2 separate regions of the Sus scrofa genome follow, and region 1 is linked to region 2. The links are chromatin contacts, called in public Hi-C maps. All regions are on one chromosome and are shown on one strand. The core of a region is the stretch at or near the end of the contact, and the rest is flanking DNA. Distances in the headings are between cores, read along the strand shown. Region 1 holds the start of USP5 (ubiquitin carboxyl-terminal hydrolase 5). Region 2 holds the start of ATN1 (atrophin-1).

The links. A called contact is a pair of places that touch in the nucleus more often than the background predicts.
Region 1: a Hi-C map of heart right ventricle shows a contact between it and region 2, with 2.3 times the contacts expected there. The contact joins the promoter of USP5 here to the promoter of ATN1 in region 2. A contact is called at or near these places in 4 of 5 promoter capture datasets (fetal liver, fetal skeletal muscle and liver), 12 of 47 Hi-C or Micro-C datasets (alveolar macrophages, brain, embryonic fibroblasts and 8 more) and 2 of 2 datasets of contacts at active chromatin or transcription factors (alveolar macrophages and skeletal muscle).

Annotation. Positions count from the first base shown.
Region 1 is chr5:63,857,552-63,860,251 of Sscrofa11.1, reverse strand. It overlaps USP5 (ubiquitin carboxyl-terminal hydrolase 5), which reads left to right and starts at 1,417. Exons shown (of 20, transcript XM_001925784.6): 1 at 1,417-1,688. The coding sequence starts at 1,578. It overlaps CDCA3 (cell division cycle-associated protein 3), which reads right to left and starts at 1,347. Exons shown (of 6, transcript XM_013987400.2): 1 at 643-1,347; 2 at 256-430. The coding sequence starts at 375.
Region 2 is chr5:63,794,288-63,796,987 of Sscrofa11.1, reverse strand. It overlaps ATN1 (atrophin-1), which reads left to right and starts at 1,340. Exons shown (of 10, transcript XM_003126540.5): 1 at 1,340-1,612. It overlaps LOC110260590, which reads right to left. Exons shown (of 3, transcript XM_021091246.1): 2 at 1,755-1,915; 3 at 748-1,602. The coding sequence ends at 748.

The DNA of each region.
Region 1 (2,700 bases), core at 168-2,667, 63 kb before region 2:
GTCGGGACCAAAGGCTAGAATAAGTCTGAGCCCTGACTCTTCTCTCCCAGATCTCTAGCCTCAGCTGACACTCCAGGTGGGAACTGGCCAAGGGCATCAGACACTCAACCTACTTCATCCAGATTGAGAATGAGGGAAAATAAGGCCTCAGAGGGAGGTGGCGGGGGTTGGGGGAGTAAGAGCTCTTCCAAAATCAGGTTAGGCAGAGGCCCAATAATTCAGTTTCGCGGCCTCCCCCGCCCTGGCCCAGGGTACCTGGATGGGAGTGCGTTGGATGCCGGCGCTGGGTGAACGGGGGTCCGCTACTCGAGCCAGAAGCTTGTTGTGCGGCGGAGGCCGCGCTGGAGTGACTGGGACGCTCTTGGCTGAGCCCATCTCAAGCAGGAGAAATAGGATGGGGCAGAGCCCGCCCCGGGCGAAGAGGGGATGCCTGTGAGAAGTGACTCAGGTCTTAGCCCTTACTGCGACCACGTTCGACTTTTGACCCCAGACCACCGGATCTTCCCCATTCCCCGCTGAGGAACAGTCTGGTAGCCAGGCCAGAGGTCCCTGCGGGGATAACGGCTGATAAAGCTGACAAGGCAGCGTCTCCGAGTCTGCTGGACCCTCTAACTTCTTCACTAATTTATTCAAATCACTTACCAGGCCCCAAATCCACCTTTGGGTGCAAAGCAGCTTGATCCTCAACTCCCGAAGCTGAGTTTCAAACTTCCCGCCACGCCCCTACCCTGAGCCTATTGGCTGAGCCGACGCAGGCTCCTATAGGTCCGCTATGTGAGGCCCGCCTCCAGGGAAGGAAGCCATTGGGTAGGGAGGACGTCTATCATAGAGACCGTGGGGCCGAGGGACCGCGGCTGGCCCAACCCAGGGGTGACGCCTCTTTGATAAGGGGACTTTTGTTCCTTATCGGGCTGCGAGTAGTCCGTAGTGAGATTTTGAGGAATGCCAGTCTTCGCTTTTGAGACCTCCAGTTTCAAAATCAAATGATTTTATTAAAAAATAGGATCAGGAATTATTACAGTTATAATCCAGTCGGAGACGGAGTTATGAAGATTTTTCTGAGGCCCTAAAGATAGTAATCCTTATTGGTCCGCAGAGTTAGCAATCACTCGGCACTAATCCCCAAACCCCGCCTCATTGGACAGCCCCCTTTCAAATACCAAGAATACTTGTCTGCTCGTCTATTTTCGAATTGGACAAATCCAAAAGAAGGTTTCTGGAATGGACGGGTTTAAACAACTGTCAGTTTCTGCTCTTCAAAAGAAGGCACGCAAAGTCCCAGAATCCCAGCAGCCAAAACTCCGGAGCCCACCTCGCTGCTCTACATGCGCTCTGCCCTTGGAGGTGTGGGATTGGCTCTTTCGACCAACGATTGCATTAGAAGCGCTTTTCATTGGCTTTAGTCGAGAGGCGGGCAGAGGGCGGAGCACTAGCCGGCAGGCTCCGTCCAACTGCCATTCTCGCGCGTCCTCCCTTCAGCGCATGCACCTAACGAGTAGTGCTCATTGGACGGAGGGGTAGGGGGTGGGGGACTAGAAGTGGGAGCCGCGGTGTGTGGAGGAGCTGCTGCCGGTGTCATGGCGGAGCTGAGTGAGGAGGCGCTGCTGTCAGTATTACCGACGATCCGGGTCCCCAAGGCTGGAGACCGGGTCCACAAAGACGAATGCGCCTTCTCCTTCGACACACCGGTAAGCCCATTCCCCACGCCCGCAGCGAGCACGACTTCCCCTCCATTGCCCTGGTCATTCTGCCGGGGCCTGCAAGGCTTGGACCACCGCCTCCCTGCGGTGCACCCTGGGACTTGTAGTCTCTCACGCTACTCTTGCCGTTGCTTTGGATTCGCGGGAGCTGTCGTGTGACTACTATCCCCGGAAGCCACCGCGCCCGCTTCATCCGCCCCCGGTCTCGGGGAGCACTGTGGGTATTGTAGTCCCTCACTCCCGTCATTGTCATTCTAAGCTAAAGGCGCCACCCGGTCGGCGGACTACATCTCCCACGTGGACTCCTGCGGAAAGCCTGGGAGTTGGCCTTGCCCGTCGCGCATGGCTCTCTGGATTTTGTAGTCTCGTTTAGGAGGGATGGGGCGACCCCCCGCTGTTTTGGGCCCGGGTTGGGGTATGAGGGGGGGGACTGCAGCTCCCAGGCGTCTGGTAGTTTAGAAGTGGCCATGAAGAAGGCTTGTTTTGAGAAAGGCCGAGTTAGAGAGCCTCCACCCATGGTTAATACGGACAGAGGGCGGGGAGGTGGGTCATTGGTGGTACGGAGGGGAGGAAAGAGGAGAGGAAAGCTCTAGTCGTTTCTCCTTGGAGGTGAATTATGGCCACGGCCCACCCCGCCCCTTTCCCCTGCCCATCACATAGAGCGGAGGGAACCCCTTTGAAAGTATTCCCAGAGAGATGGTTTCTTTCGTGGGAGATACTAAGGCCCCTTTCCCATCCTGCTCCCACTCTTGACTAGTTAGACAAAGCAGCCACCCACACCATGCTTTACGTTTTGCAGGCTCCACCCAGTACCTCCCTTCCTGCAGTTCTGCCTTCCTGTGTCACCCTTGGGCCGCCAGCTGGGTAGGAGTCCGATTGGGATCCGCCCCCCTCACCACCCCTCCCTCAAGCCGCTGCTGGGCCCTGCCCAGGGTGTTCAGCCAGACCAGCTCATGGCCTGGAAAACTGCAAGTCAGAGTGGAAAGGCTTCGTTAATACA
Region 2 (2,700 bases), core at 91-2,590:
TCCTTCGGCTTTCCCCTCCCATCTCCACTAGCAGGTCCTTCCCGGCATGGACCTCCCTTCCTCCGTCTTGTCACCAAAGGGCTAGTCTAGCTTACATTTCCTCCTAATCTTCTTTACACCCCCCTCCACTTTGGCCCCATTCTGTCCACCCTGTCTTGCCCACAGACACCCTTCTCCACTCTTTTGGAACCCCCCACCCCCAGAACCCAGCCGTCCCTGTCCCCCACTTTCTCTTCCCACCCAGAACCCAGTCCTCCTCGAATATGCACCTGGCCCCACCTCCTTCATCCTTTCTTAAGGTTCTTCTAGCTTTGCTTTCTCTTTCCCCATGACATCACTAGGTTTGTCATTCCCCCAACTTCTTACCTTCCCCATCCCTTTGTCAACACCAGTCACCCCCAAACTCTTCACTCTCCTCCAGAAATCCCGTTCTCCTGTATATGTCTCCATCTTTTCAATATCTTCCCCTCCTTATGACCCCCAAACTTCCAGCCCCTTTGCACGATTGCCTCCCAAACCTTTCCTGCTACGCTAGGTGTCTGCCAGACACTATCACCCCAAGCTTCTTTCACCTCCCCTGTCACACATCTCATTGTCCCCAGGAAGCTCTGTCTCGCCCCAACCTAACCCCATTACCCCATCTCTGCTACATACCCACAACCTCCCCCCTTGCCTCTGCCACACAGCCCTGGGCCCCCAAACTTCTCCAGCCTCCCCCATCTCTGCCCCTACAACCCACGGCTCCTCCTACCCAGCCCGCTCCCGCGCCAGGCCCGCGGGCTCCCCGCATTCCGCCACGGCGAACCCCTCCCCGCGCCCCGGCCCCCTCGGCCTCGGTCTTGGCCAACTCGCGCGGCGCCTCCCCCTTTCCGATCCCCCTCTCCGCCCCTCCTCGCCGCTCGCCTCGCGCTCCCTCCCTCGCGGCTCCCTCCCTGCCCCTCTCTCCTCCGTTCCTCCGCGCTCCCTCCTTCTCCCTCTTCCTCCCTTCTCCCATCCCCCTCTCCCAGGCTCCCTCCCTTCGCCGTCCGCTTTCCTGTGCGAGTCGCCGGACGCGCCGCCCAGCCCGCCCGCCCGCAGCCCCGCGTCGGGCCGGGGCCTCGGGCCGGGACCCGTTTCAGGGGGACCGCCGGCCTCAGGGAGGAGCCAGGAGGGGGCGAGGGAGAAGACCGCCCGGGAAGGGGCGGGGGCCGCGGGCGGAGGCCGCCTAGGGGGCCGGGGATCGCGCAAGTGCGGGCTGCGCGGGGCGGGCGCGGGCGGCTGGCGGGAGGCAGCGGGTCGGAGCCGCGCGGAGGGCCGGCCTGGCCGCGGGGGCGGACGGGCGGCGCGGCCCGGACGTTCTGGGCAGCCGGGGTAGGCGGCGGGCCTGGGGAGGGGCAGAACTAGAGCGGGGACTGGGATTTGCTTCGGGGGCCGGCGGGCGATCGGGGCCAGGTGGGGGAAGAGGGAAGATGGGGGCCGCCCTCCGGGGGGGTCGGGGCCGCCGCCGCCGCCGTCGCGGCGGCGACTGAAGCCGGAAAGAGAGGGGGGCGGGGGAGCGGCCGCCGCCGCCCCCAGAGGCGCCGGAGCCCCAAATCCCGTTCGGAGCCAGCCAGCCGTCCCGAGCTACAAACAGGTAAGATCTGCTGCCGCCCGGGCCTTGCGCTCGCCCGGGTTCTGGCCCGCGGCTCCCCACCCCCACCCCTCCCAGTTCCCCCTCCTGCCGCCGCCGCCGCCGCCGCCTCCATTTGTTATTTTTCCCCGATCTGGTCCCCTACTGCGGGCCCTGGCTGGCCTGAGACTGGGGGCTCAGGGGGTGGGGCCGGCCCCGGAGGAGGGATGGGGGCCTGGACGCCCGGAGGATCAGGAAGGTGGGGGGAGGTGGGAGAGTCACAGGAGGAGGGCTGGTGGGGCGGGAGTGTGGCCAGAATCCCGGGACCTAAAGAGGAACCCCCGAGGTGGAGGGTTGGCGCAGGAAAACCGGGATGCCCGTCAGGGGGGCCTCGGGGCGAAGGCAAAAAGGAATGGAGAGATGGCAACGAGGTGGGGCAGGAGGACTCCAGGAAAAGCCTCAAAGGCCCAGAACCCGGTTTCAGATCCTGGGGTTCGGGGTGCTAGGTATAGAAGGGAGGTGGGAAATGGGGAAGGGGTGTGGTAGGTGGAAAGAGAGGGATTGTAGCTGATGAGGGAGGAGAATGGAACTGAGGGGGGCTCAGAGATGGCCGAGGAGAGGGCCACCCTTGAAAAGAAGGGGAGGTGCTCCCGAGTGGAAGTGGGAAGGCGATGCCTTTGTGACTCAATTTTCTTTCCTCTACTCCAGGTCACCTCTGACCTTGTTTTTGCAATCCCAGACATAGGTGCTTCTTGGAGAGGGGCACGCTAGGGCCTGGTAGTGTGGGTCCTCCCGCAACTGATGAGGAAGATGCGAACACTGAAGGGAGAGTTTAGGGAGGAAGGGTTTCCGGGAGGGTGGAAAAAGAGGGGAGCATTTGGGCAATCTTACAGGCACACCAAACAAGTCGTGACCCCCACCCTCAAACCCCCAGAACACCCCTGCGCCTCTAGCTGTGGTTTCCTTAAGCGGTGGGTGGATCTTCATTAGTGTTTTGTGCTCCGAGATTTCCCTTTGTGCGTAGACTTTTTTTCTGCCGGGGTAGGTACTCTTAAGCTCCCTTCCCTGAGGGTGCTGTAGGAGGACAGGAGTTGCTTTGGCAACTGGAGGGG